Linked DNA regions of Oryctolagus cuniculus: region 2 is linked to region 1. The links are chromatin contacts, called in public Hi-C maps. All regions are on one chromosome and are shown on one strand. Each heading gives the region's core, a stretch centred on a gene start, on an enhancer-like site or on the middle of the called end of the contact. The rest is flanking DNA. Distances are from core to core; before and after follow the strand shown.

Region 1 (7,182 bases), core at 3,136-5,635:
CCTGTCTGTCAACATCCGTTTGCAAGTCGCCTTCTTCAAAGGCTGTTAACATCCTCAGCAACCTGATATTTTGCCAACTTCCTAAAGTATTTTTGATTGAAGGTTTAAAAGATGGACAACACCCAACAAACTGGAGAAGTGAGCAATGAGATTTGGTTGTTTCACTGGTAAATTTGTGAGAAGGACTTCCATTTTAATCCACTTGGCCTGTCTCCTTTTAATTGTATTCAGGCCATGTACAGGTAAAGTAATCATTGATCTCGTGGGCTTAAGAATGTGAGGGCTGGAAACTTGCCACATTAGCTTGAGGACTATTTTGAGTTGGCAACAACTGAGAGGCAGCAGGCACAAGACAAGTTCTCTGCCTTCCCCTATTTGCTGAAATGCTGCACGTAAATTTGCAAAGGTTTTCTCCCCTCCCCCCACAATCATCAGACAGACTTTTAAACTCTTAACTTGGAAAATGCCCCAGAGGGATCTAGGTTACAAAATATACTAATTAATCTTTGTCTATCATTAGTTTCCCACACATTTAATGCCCCCCCTTTTTTTCTTTTTTTAAAGGTTATTTTATTTGAATGGCAGAATTACAGAGAGGCAGAAGCAGAGAGTAAGAGAGGTCTTCCTCTGGTTTACTTCCCAGATGGCTTTGCAATGGCCATTCTGAAACCAGGATCTTCCACCAGATCTCCCATGAGGGTGCAGTAGCTCAAGCACCTGGGCCATCTTCCACTGCTTTCCCAGGCCAGAGCAGAGAGCTGGATCAGAAGTGGAGCAGCTAGGTCTCGAACGAGCACCCATATGGGATGCTGGCGCTTCAGGCCTCTGAGCCATAGCACCGGCCCCAACCTATATCTTTCAGTGATGTCAACTGTCTTGCTTTTGCTGTTTCTGGAGCTGGAGTTGTTATTGGGAAGTAACTACTTCCTTTCCTATTTGTTTGGGATAATTACCTCCCAGTATCTGTTTCTCACATTTGCCTTCCACATCTTTTTCAAAAGCACATGCTGTGAACTCGCTGTCAATGAGGCGCCTCAATGGGATGCCTGAGGCTGCCAAGTGCTTGCCCACTCCAGGTGACCTGGGTCAGTGGACGGCTTTTTCTTACCCACGACTCTGTGGAGTAGAGAGTCCAGAGGCTATGCCCGGAGAGACCCCTGCTTCAGCCCTTCCCCTTAGCGTTTGCTTCAGCTAGTCCTGTGTCTGAGCACTGCTCTATGAGAGCGTCTACAATTTCTCCAGAAAATCAAAATCGCTGTCCCTTCTGACTTTCTCCCTGAATGATCCCCTGTTTGAATACATCAGGCCCGCGGCTCAAGTGTTCAGTCTTCCTACAGAGCTGGCTTCCTCACCTTGTGCAGGCCTGAACCCAGGTGACATTCTCCTGGGGACACTGTCCCTCCCTCCCCACTTTCCTCTCAACTATCACTTTCCCTCGCTAAATTCTTCTCCATAGCACTTATCACCAAAAACACGTATACTGAATATTTTTATGTTGTTACCTCATTGTGTGCCTTCCCCAAGAAGAAAAGTAGCGTCTCGAGGATACAAGTCTTTGTCTGCTTAGTTCACCATTCTGTGCTCCTACAGCACTGACAATTAGCAGGTGCTTGGTAAATATATGTTGAATAAATGTTGGACGCACATCTGCCTCGTGAACTCTCCTGATCCTTCTAATTTACATGGACTAATCTTCCCCTTCACGCTCCCTGATGTTAGTTATTGCTCAAAACCTCCAGCACTGCTATGGAATCATCAGGCACGCAAGTTCACCCTTCTCAAAGAGATTATGAATTCTTTGGAGCAGCATTTGTGATACTGTTTTACATCTCCGCCTTAGGTTTTGCAGCTTTTCCAACAGTGAGCCAGTGATTACTGATGTATTTTGCTGTCATAGATGGTGAAAATGCTCACTGAAAAAATAAGGAAACTTGAATACTAAGAGAAAAAGTCATAGACGTCAGAAGACTGGAGAGAAGACAAAGGAAAAAAAAAAAAGAAGAAATGAGCACTTTCACTCTCTTGCTAGTTTCTCTGGATCAAATCACAGATCAAAAAGGTTCATTTGGGAGTAGATCATATTTTAACACCTGGGCTGTTGTTTCTTCTACAACCCCATTTGTGTACAAAGTAAACTTTCAGTTTGAGCCCTCAGAAATTCTTGAAAAAATTATCCACGTCCATCTATGCCCTATTGCTTCTATGTTAAGGGTCATAAAAAAGATTAGCAATAAGATTTCTCTTGCTAATCTCTCTTTTTAAAGATTTACTCATTTGAAATAAACACTGACAGGGAAAGACAGAGGTCTTCCATGTACTAGTTCACTGCCCGAATGCTTACAACAGCTTGACTGGGCTAGGCTGAAGCCAGGAGCCTGGAACTCCATCCAGGTCTTGAACATGGGTGTCAAGGGCCCACGTAGCTGGACTACCTTCCGCTACTTTCCCAGGCCTCATAGCAGGGAGCTGGATCAGAAGCAGCGCAGCCACATGTGATATGGGATGATGGAGTTTCAAGCCACAGCTTAATCCGCTCTACCACCAAGCTGGCCCCTCCTGCCAATCAACATGAGCAATTAAGACCAGGAAATTGTCAGGTAGAGAGCTAGGCAGGATGAACCCAAAGACTCATCCAGGACTCTCCAAGACCCACCAAAGACTGCCCACTTTGCACTTTAACTGGAGGTTGAAATATCCTCATAATAATGGGAGCTCAAAGTAAAGTCTAGTTTGCAGCCACATGCACGGAGTCCAATGACATGCAACTCCCAGATGTCCATCACACATGTCAATCATGAGCATCATGGCCACATCACTACTTAATGTCCCTTATACTTTAGGAATAAAAGTCCCAAACAGAAGAAAGTTTCCCATGTGTTCTTGCTACTGGTCCCTTCCTCTCTTGGAATGCATGTCAACACAATTTGCTTTAAGTTCTCCTTTAATTTCTCTGAACTACAATTTATTACTGTGTCAGCGAAAAGCAATGAGGGCAAGGCAGCAGAAACTTTCTTTGAACGTCTCATCCTGAGGACAGGGCCTCCAACAGAGACTCATTGTCCTCAGTCCACTTCCCCTGCATCTCAGCAAGCAGGAGCGATCAACGCAGGAGAAGAGACAAACTCCACACCCAGACTTCCCAGAGGCTCTCCCCGATTTTCCAAAGGCCTGTTCACCTTTCCCAGAAATCATCTTCTATTCTCCAAACCTTTAAGTCACCCTCTAGCCTGTCTCCTATAAAGAACTCCAAGATTTCAGGAGGTTATTCGATACCTACTTTCCCTTCCTGTGATGACCCCTCTGTCCACCCCCACCCCCTCCCCCACCGCCACAGCACTGATAAACTTGACCTGCCTGCTGTCAGTTTATTTCATAGACTTAGTTACCAAGGGTACAGGTGAAATGGAAGATTTGCTGTCCTAGATCAGAAGATAATCATCGAGTCCTTGCCCCCAGTTTTAATTGTTCAGGTAATTAAAGAAGAATTAAACCACAATAAATAATTCTTTGTACCACTTTCTTTTTCGTTGTGATGTTGAGAGTTAAAACAAAACGTAGCCCAGAAATTTCTTTCCAATCACTTATTTAGAAATGGCTGTGAGTTTGTTCCTTTCAAAAACCATAAATGAAAATCTCCCCCCCCCAAAAAAAGGGCCAATGTGATATCGGAATTTGGGGTGTTATATATCACCGTGTGTTTATTAATAAATTCCCAATATTAATAAGCCCGTGTGGGTTCTTGCCTAATATTCAGAAAATACTTCTGAATACCGGCATAAACAAATGAGGCAGCATGATACGTTTTAAGCTTTTAATCAGTGAGAGAAATGCAGAGGAGAGTGAGGGCCCTAAGAGAGAGAAATCCGGGCTCATAGCGAGCACCAGGAGCCAGCCACGTGGAGGAACAGGCAGATCAGGAAGCAGGCAGGTGGCCCAAAGGCCAGGCGACTTGGGGCGCAGGGGCAGCAAGGGCCAGCAATGGCAAAAGGCCAGAGAGAAGGATAAGGCCAGACACACCCTGTTGACAGCTTTTGATCCACTTCCAAAGCTTAGTGGTTAATTAACCTGATTGGCCTGTGGGCACACAGGTGTGGCTGGGTAGGGGCATGAGATCATGCAGTGGTGAAGGCGGGGTCGTCCAGCTCACAGACCTGATCAGTTTTATCCTGTATTCCTGCCTACATCAGCTTTTGTTACCAAAAGCTCAGTGGTTTAGCCTTGCAGCATAACAAGATGTTCTCATGAGTGGCCTGCAAAACACCATTTCACGGGAATTTCTAAGAACAAATCTATACTGCAAACCTTTTTTTTTTTTTAAGGACTTTTAAAATTTTGAATGTCAGAATTAGAGATAGAGGTAGAGACAGGGAGAAAGAGATTTCCATTGGCTGGTTTATTACTCAGATGACTACAATGGCCAGGGCTGGGCCAGGTCGAAGTCCGGAGCCAGAAGCTTCATCCAGGTCTCCCAAATGAGGGCATGAGTCAAAGCACCTGGGCCATCTTCCATTGCTTTTCCCAGGTCATTAGTAGGGAGCTGGATCAGAAGTGGAGCAGCCAGGATAGGAACCAGCGCCTATGTGGGACGCGGGTATTGCAGGTGAGGATTATACCTGCTGTGCCACAGGGTCGGCCCCAGACTTTTCAACTTTACATTTAATCACAAGAACTATCGCCCTTGATTCTATTAAAATCTTGCTTGTATTCTTCTATATCGGCTTATATAATCAAAACTCAAAACAATGAGGACAAACATCCCCGCTTTTAATAATGGCATTTTGAGAAAAAGAATTGATTCAATAATTACTTGTAAAACACAAGAAAAGATTATGAAGCTGGATCAGTGATTGGCTCTAACATAAAGCTCACACGGGATGAAAGCGGTGCATGCAAATGAAGGATGCAAATTCTCGTTTCTCATTGGGTATCTGATCTTAGCCAATGGGAGAATCCCATACAGGCTCCCTCCAGCAAGTATAAATACTGCTCCTGCCGTTCTCAGATCTGTTGCTCCTCTAGGTTTTGCTCCTGCTTTCGTCTGAAGTTGTGATCTCAAGCGATGTCTGGACGCGGCAAGCAGGGCGGCAAGGCGCGCGCCAAGGCCAAGACCCGCTCCTCCAGGGCCGGGCTCCAGTTCCCCGTGGGCCGCGTGCACCGCCTGCTGCGCAAGGGCAACTACGCCGAGCGCGTGGGCGCCGGCGCCCCGGTGTACCTGGCGGCCGTGCTCGAGTACCTGACGGCCGAGATCCTGGAGCTGGCGGGCAACGCGGCGCGCGACAACAAGAAGACGCGCATCATCCCGCGCCACCTGCAGCTGGCCATCCGCAACGACGAGGAGCTCAACAAGCTGCTGGGCCGCGTCACCATCGCGCAGGGCGGCGTGCTGCCCAACATCCAGGCCGTGCTGCTGCCCAAGAAGACCGAGAGCCACCACAAGGCCAAGGGCAAGTGAAGTGTCCGTTGCACGGCTCCCGCTTTTCTGATCAACCTAACCACAAAGGCTCTTTTCAGAGCCACCCACAGCTTTCATGAAAACTGCTGTCCTGTTCGCGCTGTGTTCTCAGTAGCAGACACAGCTGTGTTGGTATCGGGTCTTTGCCCCGTGAGGATTCGCGAGTTTTCTGTGGAGGATCCAAGCCGCGCCCTTCAATCGCCCCTTCAGCCATGGCTTTGGAGTTTAATCTAAGGCCACAATTTCATAATCTCAGAACGGTGTAATCGTGAACTCCGTTTCACAAAAAATAAATCTATACATATATGTACACACATAATTAAGAACACTTAAACAGTTTCTTAGAGTTCCCATATTTGCATTTCTTCAGCGCATTTTCGTACGTGCCCACAATACTCAGGCACTGCCTAAAATGATAATCAGTAGTATTCAGCACTCTACCTTTATATAATACCCATAAGCTACCACATTTGTATAATCAGATGTGCCCTGTAGATTTTTCAGGCAACGTCTACGGATAGGAAAGGGTAAAGGATGTGACGTCAAATGCCGTGCGCCCCCGGGGGCGGGAGGGGGCGGGACTATGGCTCAGGGCAGGGCAGCGGATTGGTTCACCAACGTGAAGGCTCCGGAAACCGGGGAACTAGACAAGCAGATGGACCAATCCAGGATGGGCGCGCTCATGAATTTGAATGTACGCGACCCAATACTAGCTAGCCAGATTCTATAAAAGAGAGATGGCCGATCGTTTTCCTCAGAGGTTTCTGTGAGGACGCTGTGTGCTGGTTCTGGTGATGGCTCGCACGAAGCAGACAGCGCGCAAGTCGACGGGCGGCAAGGCGCCGCGCAAGCAGCTGGCCACCAAGGCGGCCCGCAAGAGCGCGCCGGCCACGGGCGGCGTCAAGAAGCCGCACCGCTACCGGCCCGGCACGGTGGCGCTGCGCGAGATCCGGCGCTACCAGAAGTCCACCGAGCTGCTCATCCGCAAGCTGCCCTTCCAGCGCCTGGTGCGCGAGATCGCGCAGGACTTCAAGACGGACCTGCGCTTCCAGAGCTCGGCCGTCATGGCGCTGCAGGAGGCCTGCGAGGCCTACCTCGTCGGCCTCTTCGAGGACACCAACCTCTGCGCCATCCACGCCAAGCGCGTCACCATCATGCCCAAAGACATCCAGCTGGCGCGCCGCATCCGCGGGGAGCGGGCCTAAGAACCCGGCCGTGTGCTCAAGCAAAACCCAAAGGCTCTTTTCAGAGCCACCCAGTTATCCAAGGAAAGCGGCTGTGATAGTTTGCTCGTTAAGCAGATAAACCTTGAATAGGAAGAGCATTCCTTGTAGGACCCGGGCGAATAGTAAATTAGGAATTCTGTGGTTACATTTTCTGTTAGCAATCGTAGAGTAATAGCAAGCCTTAAGGGGCAAGTTGGTTTTAGCTGGGTTAGTGCTCGGGAAAGGTTAAAGACGGCGACGTGGCACCTGCACTGTGGTGAAGCGGGAAAGGTCTCTGCCTGAACCGCCGGCTTCCCATAGGGGCACCAGTTCGATCCAGCTCTGCCATAGCCTGGGAGAGCGGTGCACGGTGGGCCAGGTCCTTGGGACCCTGCACCCACGTGGGAGACCTGGAGCAGGCTCCGGTCTCCTGGCTTCGGATCGGCGCAGCTTCGGCAATTGCAGCCAACTGGACATGGAAGTTTTCTCTCTGCCTCTCTCAGTAGCTGACTTTAAAAGAAATAA
Region 2 (7,182 bases), core at 2,635-5,134, 220 kb before region 1:
TAGTGCAGAGATCACTGTGTACTGCCACTTCTGGAGTAAAGGAGCTTACTGGCTCGCTAATTAAGAGATACGAAGCCATATTTCAGAACTGAACTAAAGGTGGATGAGGTGGTCCCCTGGTCCATCACAGCAGGGTGAAGCCAACGGCTCGAAACTGAGAGCGCATCCCTGACCAAGCAGTGCTGTGTAAACTGACCATCAAAGAAAACCCGAGCAGTATCTCCAGAGAATTCCAGAGTCTACAGCCCTGCTGACCAGTTTACACATGGTGGAAGCCTAAGGAGCCAACAGCAGCGCAACCCACAAGATAAATAACCTATTCAAAATTGCTTATAGACTATACTGCTTATGGGTTGTTTATATTTCTTACTGTAATGTACTATCACCCTTTGTTATTGTCTATGATCATAGTTACGGCCCTGGTCCTTGCCATTGGCTTGACAATGGTCACCCTGAGTGGCTGGATCCCTGGGGAGTTACTTGGTGGTTGGTTCCCTGCCATTGAGGGTGCTGTCGTCTCGATTCTAGGACCCTGTTTAATTCTGCCATGCCTGGCTCCCTTGGTACTAAGGACCATCACCAGTATCTTTAAGGCCATAATTAAAGAAAAACATGGCTGCACATGTCCTGATGTTATAGATGATGCCCCTTGATCCTGAGAAAGGTCCCAGCATCAGAGGAGGGAATGAGGTAGGGCCTTTCCAAAGAAAAACTAAGGGCCCTCTCCTATCAAAGGAAAAGTTGAAGACCCTCCCAGATCAACAGCAACAAAAGAACAAAGTGGCACAATCAGGACCTATGTGTGCATGGGTAACCCTGTAACAACTCTATAGCAACCCTGTAGCCTTAAAATACCCAGTCGAAATGTATGTGACCGTATAAAGGAGACAGAGACACTAATACTATATATAAGGCAATGCCCCGCTTTGTTTGGGGCTCGGCCTTTGAATGTTAGTTCGCTGGGCCCATGTGGACAGAATAAACAGTGCTTCCTGCTGTGGGCCTCGGTGTCATGTCTCTCTGTCCAAGAACCCTACAACACTTTGACATCCCTGATGCTCTGAGGGCTCCCTAAAGGCCTAACCACCAGTTTCCCTGCCTGGGCTGGATATGTCCACTACGAGCAGGAAAGGTACCCACTGAGCTGGTCCCCTATCTGCCAGACCAGCTGCATTCCACTCATGGGTTTCAACCCTTGCCAGCCCCCAAGACTGCTAAAACAATCCTGCTGCACCATCTAGAGGGAAAGTGCTGTCCTTCCCTCCTGATTACTGCAAAGCCCACCCCTCACAGCCAGGGCTGGTTCATTCTGCTAATGATGGCATCCCATCTGTGACCCTCCATGGCATGCACCGAACATCCTTTTCTTCCAGGCTGTGACATTGGGGAACTTCAAAAGTTTCATAGAAAATGTGTATTATAAAAAATTATGCATGGCTTTCAAAATTTATGCACAAAAATAAAATTGTCTTTTAATTACATCTTCCATGAACTTTTGGAAGTATCCTTGTGTATACAACTAGTGAATTATTACTCACCTCATTTATTCAGTGTTAAGTGTCATGTGCTCAGCCATTTTATTTGTGTGTGGTGAAGGCTTCCTGCCTTCATCAAGAAGTGACTAGGTGATTGGAATACAATCACTTCTCTCTCCAACTCCCTCTCCCTCACCTGCACACTGCACCACACTGAGTTATTCTTTGTTCCTTTGAAACCCTTAATGATCACACCTCCCTGTATTTGTCTAGAATGTCCTTGACTGGCACATCCTTGCTCATTCAAGATTTGATTCAAAACCTCTTACCATTCAATTGCCAGGGTGGAGCTAATGCAGCAAATCACTCAGTTTTCCTTTAACTCTGTAGATGGTTGCCATGGTGATGACATCTACCCCTACACTGGAAACTGAAATACTCACATGTTCACATAGTTACTGGGCAATATTATTATCCTATATACCTGAAGTGGTAGCTCACCACGAAGCAGCCTGACAGCATATTTAGTCAACACAAAAATTCATGGTCTGCACCCATGGCCGGCTCTGTGACCGTCTCCCCTTAACAACCCAGATTCCAACATTCAAGCAGACTTCCCTAGGCAAGCACAGTCTATGCACATGCTCAGAGTTCACAACCGGAGGCAAAGAGCACGTGTCGAGACAGGACAAGAATTCTGCAGCTTTCACCTGAGCATATTCCTGTTTTTCCTGAATTTCGTCTTTTGCTGGAATTGCTCTACAACTGGAATTGATCTACAATTGTTCTATGTTGAGTCACAGAACTATAACCATCCATTTTCTTTGCTCCCACTGCACTGAGTATATAATCCATTTAATGAAATAGTACCTTATACCATACATATTTATTTCTTTAAAAACATATAGACTGCAGGCGACATACTATCTTTTTTTTTATAGCTCATAGCACAGGATCTGATACTTAAGTATCTGAATAGGAATCCTTCCTGAGAGAGAGAAATATGAAACAGCGCTATGCTTCTAGCTGAGCTTTTACAGGAGGGTAGAGGGTAGAGACATAGCAGTAGCAGTCACAGACGTTGTTTCTCAGGTCTTAGTGAAATCCTGGCTACTGAGAGTTTTGCCCTTAACTACTACTCTTTTATTTCCAAAATAAAGAATTATAGTTCCAAAAAATCTTCGTGAAGATCTTCCAATGGATTTCTAGTCCATTTCCTTAACCGCCTGGCAAGGAGTGCTTCCTGAGAATGCAGGGAAATAAAGACTATGTTCCTGTCTCCCAGCCTGTCTTCCACAGTCCTGGTCCTCAACATTTTCCCAGTTTCCCAGGCAAAGAAAAATGGACATAACTGCTAGGTCACTTTGGTAACCATTATGGGACACTGGACATTATGGGAGGATATACCAGTTAATAATAGTAATGTGCTCCAAATGACACCTTCAGTTTACCTGTAGAGGTCATAAACTTTCAAATGTGTTAATCCAGAAACAATTTTCACTTGCGAACTTCTTGAAACACACGGCTAGTCTGTTTCCTTCCTTTACCATAAAATTAAGACACAAAATTTCAAGCAGAAAAATAAAGAAAACAATGTTAGCAGAGGATGGTTTCGATCCATCGACCTCTGGGTTATGGGCCCAGCACGCTTCCGCTGCGCCACTCTGCTTCCCGAAGGCGCCCTCTTCCTGTAGTATTCTTAGCATTGCGTAAAAGCGGCCAACTATGCGGGACAAACTGTATCTAATACCTCACCTACCACACCAATAACATTCCCGGCCTCAAGCGGAGGCGGGGGGGATACTGGGGAGAGAAACAAACACCACCACACCGGCAAGTTATTGGGAACAGATGTGAGGGCGGCTAAATAGAGAAGCGCAGCTCCTACCAAACAGGGCAGGGACACAACGGCCGGGAGCGGGGCCCGGCGCCGCGGGGGAACCGCGCCACGCAGCCACCCCACACGCCGACTCGCCGTCCGGGCAGCGTTCCGGGTGGTCGGAGGCGAGAGGGCGAGGACCTGGCGCTCTCCCGCCCTCCGCCCTCTCTGCCGACCCGGGCCCTGCGAGCCGGGTGTCCGAGCGCAGGGCGGGACGAAGCTGGGCCGCTGCTGGACGCCGTGGGCGCCCGCGCTCCCGCGCCACCACCCAAAGCGTCCCAAGCATCAGTAAAAAGTGAATTTCTGTTCCTGACATAGTTGCTGAAGCGGCCTAAAGACTTGAGAAGGCAGGACTGGCGGGAACCACACCGACAACGCGCCAAAATGGCGGGCGGAGGTCTTTGGTGACGTCATCCCCGCCGGGCGCGAGGGGCGGGGCCAGCAGGCGCAAGGGGCGTTCCCGCGCAGGCTTGGCGTCTTCAATTAGGTCCGCACTCCGGGCATATAAGGGGAGCACGTCTGCCGGTAGTCGCTATTTCTGAGTTGGTTCTGGTAGCTGATAGAGATGTCTGGACGTGGCAAGGGCGGGAAGGGCCTGGGCAAGGGCGGCGCCAAGCGCCACCGCAAGGTGCTGCGCGACAACATCCAGGGCATCACCAAGCCCGCCATCCGCCGCCTGGCCCGGCGCGGCGGCGTCAAGCGCATCTCGGGGCTCATCTACGAGGAGACCCGCGGCGTGCTCAAGGTCTTCCTCGAGAACGTCATCCGCGACGCCGTCACCTACACGGAGCACGCCAAGCGCAAGACGGTCACGGCCATGGACGTGGTCTACGCGCTCAAGCGCCAGGGACGCACGCTCTACGGCTTCGGCGGCTGAGCTGCCCCGGCGGCCCGAGACCCTCCACCCAAAGGCCCTTTTCAGGGCCACCCAAGTTCTCCTGTAAGAGAGCTAGCACTTCATTGCGTTTTTTTTCCTTGGTAACGAAGTTTTGCGTTCATTCGTTGGTGGCTTTACGCTTCCAGTTTTATTTCAAACCGGATTCTCATGACTTCAGGTTTTCTGGGGTTCACTGAAAGCACTGGTTGCTCGGACAGTGAGCTCGGTGGAGGCCGCCTGGCCCCTCACGTAGTTGGCCGCCTCAGTTCTGCAAGGGTTCCGGCCGTGCCGAGGGCGGCCCTGCCTGCTACCGGGCTCAAGATGGCGGGGCCGGGGACAAAGGCCGGGCCCGGGGAGGGAGCGATGGGCGGGATTAGGCTTTCTGCTCTTTGTGCAAGTAGAAGCGCGAGGGAGAACTAAAGGCTCATGTGTGGAAAGGTGGGTATTGTGCTCTGAGAACTGACTACGGAAGTAGCCCAGCTGAGTATTGCGTAAGCGGTCATTACCAGGTAGTGCAGCTTCCAGGGGATCCGTTTTCAGTGACTATCAAGGTAACAGGCCGAATTTACGCTACCAACTCATTCCACAGAAGCCGTAATCACGCCGCAAATGTTTTAAGAACACGGCTTGTTTGACCCAAATATAGGCCATGCTCGTTATGCTAAGGGAGATGGTTCATGCGACTTAGTGCCAAGTTGGACAGTGTAGCTCTTACAGATACCAGCCAAGTGGTGGTTTGCAGCCTGCGGTTCTCGCTGAACGCTCGCCTAGTTATGGTTTCAAGGCTGCACCGCCGGTTTCGCCCTCCAGCATGTTCTAGGACGCACAGTGCGTTCGCCGCCGGCAGCCCGAGCGGAGAGATCAGTTCAGGCGGAGTCTAATCTCCCTGCCTTTGGTTTCTTTCGAGGGCAGCCGCGCTGAGACAAAGGCGGAAGTGAAGGCCTTGCCAAGTTTCGGCGTGTGTCTGGCCCCGGTTCTCATCACAGCCACCCCCAGAGACTGCTGCTCCCTTCGCATTTGCGAGAAGCCAGCCCCTTCCCTTGTAGCCTCTGAAAACCCTGGGCCACGCTCTTTCAGAACCGTGGTTGACGCTAGGCTGCTACCTCATCTACTGAGCGATTAACCTCATTCTCAAACCTTGGCCTCGTTATTTTCATCCGGCACCGTTGACCACAACCTGAGCTTTCGGTAACAATAGTCCTGGATGACAGCGAACCTAACTATTTTTATATCTGTTTATTGGGTGTGGGTGTGTACAGATAATTATAAGTAAATTATATGTGTTAGGTGGTGGTGAGCACTATAAAGATCAGTGAACAGCAGGAAAAGACAGTGTGCAGGGAGGCAGTGATATTTTAAATGATAGGGTCGTGGGAAGCTTTACCGATAAAGTGATGGTTGGGGGATAAAAAACATGGGGAAACTTGAAGTATTCCAAATAGAAGGCCCAATAGGAAAGCCTGGGTTGTGGAGGCAAAGCAGATAAGGGTTCAGAGGCACATGGAGCTGTTCTGTGGCATTGAAGCGGATGTTAACACTGGGTGTGAGTCCTTGTAGGATTCTGAGCAAAAGGGTGACAAGATGTAGTTTATGTTTTTAAAAGATCTATTTGGATGCTTGATCGAGAACAGACTGATGGGACTACAGTAGGAGCTGGGACACCAGTTAGGAGGCTAGTACAATAATCCAGTTGAGAGAAGACTGACTTGATCAGTGTGTTAAAGGCAGAGGATTTTGTATATATTTTGAAAAAAGAGTTCTTAGCTAGTAAATGTAGGGGATGAGAAAATTCATGGATGATTTCGATGACATTAGTCACAGCAACTACACAGATCCCAATTGGTAAAACAAGAAACAAAGTAGAAGGAATGAGGTTTGGAGAGAATTATAGGCTTAGTTTTGGATATCCGGGGAGAATCTGAGATGCCTGTAACATGTCTAAGAGGAAGGTATGAATAGGAAATTAGATGTATGAGTCAGGGGTCTAGGGAACAGGTCCAGGATGGGAACAAGATTGAGAATTAGAGTAAAACTGCCAGGAGACTGAAAAAGCCACAGGTGAAGTATCTTAGGAAGGAAGGCTGATAATAAGAAGCAGTTCACAGACGAACCCCAGATCAGAGAAATAAGGAGTGGTGTTGAGTATTCATGACATGGGTTAACTTTCTGGCTGTTCTTTTCTCCTGTAATTCTCAGAAAAAGCAACAAATATTCCCCCTTTTTTAGAGATGGTGCAAAATGCCCTTAGTAATGAGTGAGTCTTAACTGGAGTTCTTACTCAGATAATTTAGTGAAGACAGAGCCCTGGGGAGATCACTTTGGTGACCCAGTAGTAGATACACATACCCTTTCTTTCCAAAATGCACTCACTTTCTCCACACGCTTTTCCTGCAGTTCCAGGAAGTTCTCAGGCCTCCTGAAAACTGTTGTGGAGCTCAGCGGAAGAACCTTCTGTCTGCTGTTGCCTTTTTCCATCCCTTCGTTCAGCTGCTCCTGATTAGAGAAAGTGGACCTTGAGGAAGAAAATCTGATTCTGCCGAACTGACGGTTTTTTTTTAGCTGTGGTGATGCTATGTGGATGAAAAAAAAAATTAAACCAGCAGCCCACTCGCTTTCCTTGAACTCCAGACTCAGAAGCCCTGCTACCTGACATCTGTACATGAGAGCGCGATTTACATTCACTTCCAGCTTAATTGGGCCTCAAACAGGATTTCTGCCACCACCTCTGCAAATTAGCCCTCTTCTTGAGGTTCATGAATGGCAATTCTACCCGTTCTAGTGGGGTCATTTTTGTCTTTGGTTCCCCCTTTCACACTCTACACCTACCTATCAGTATATTTTAGCAGCTGCAGTATGAAAACACAAGGAATCCAACCATTTCCTTTCCCACTGCTGCTGGGCAGCCCCCTCCTCACCTGCTTTCTTTCACACAGCAGCTGATGCATTGCGGT

The links. Hi-C and Micro-C count contacts between places; a contact is called where the count stands out from the background.
Region 2: a contact with region 1 is called in a Hi-C map of an unstated tissue, with 4 times the contacts expected there. The contact joins the promoter of LOC138849828 here to the promoter of LOC100348485 in region 1. A contact is called at or near these places in 2 of 6 Hi-C or Micro-C datasets (psoas muscle and an unstated tissue).

The regions. Positions count from the first base shown.
Region 1 is chr5:153,343,945-153,351,126 of mOryCun1.1, reverse strand. LOC100348485 (histone H2A type 1-E) reads left to right here and starts at 4,385. Exons shown (of 1, transcript XM_017344944.3): 1 at 4,385-5,786. The coding sequence starts at 5,060. The coding sequence ends at 5,452. H3C2 (H3 clustered histone 2) reads left to right here and starts at 6,196. Exons shown (of 1, transcript XM_070074848.1): 1 at 6,196-7,182. The coding sequence starts at 6,247. The coding sequence ends at 6,657.
Region 2 is chr5:153,566,359-153,573,540 of mOryCun1.1, reverse strand. LOC138849828 (histone H4) reads left to right here and starts at 3,884. Exons shown (of 1, transcript XM_070074864.1): 1 at 3,884-4,286. The coding sequence starts at 3,920. The coding sequence ends at 4,231. It overlaps TRNAM-CAU (transfer RNA methionine (anticodon CAU)), which reads right to left and starts at 3,144; the gene lies at 3,073-3,144.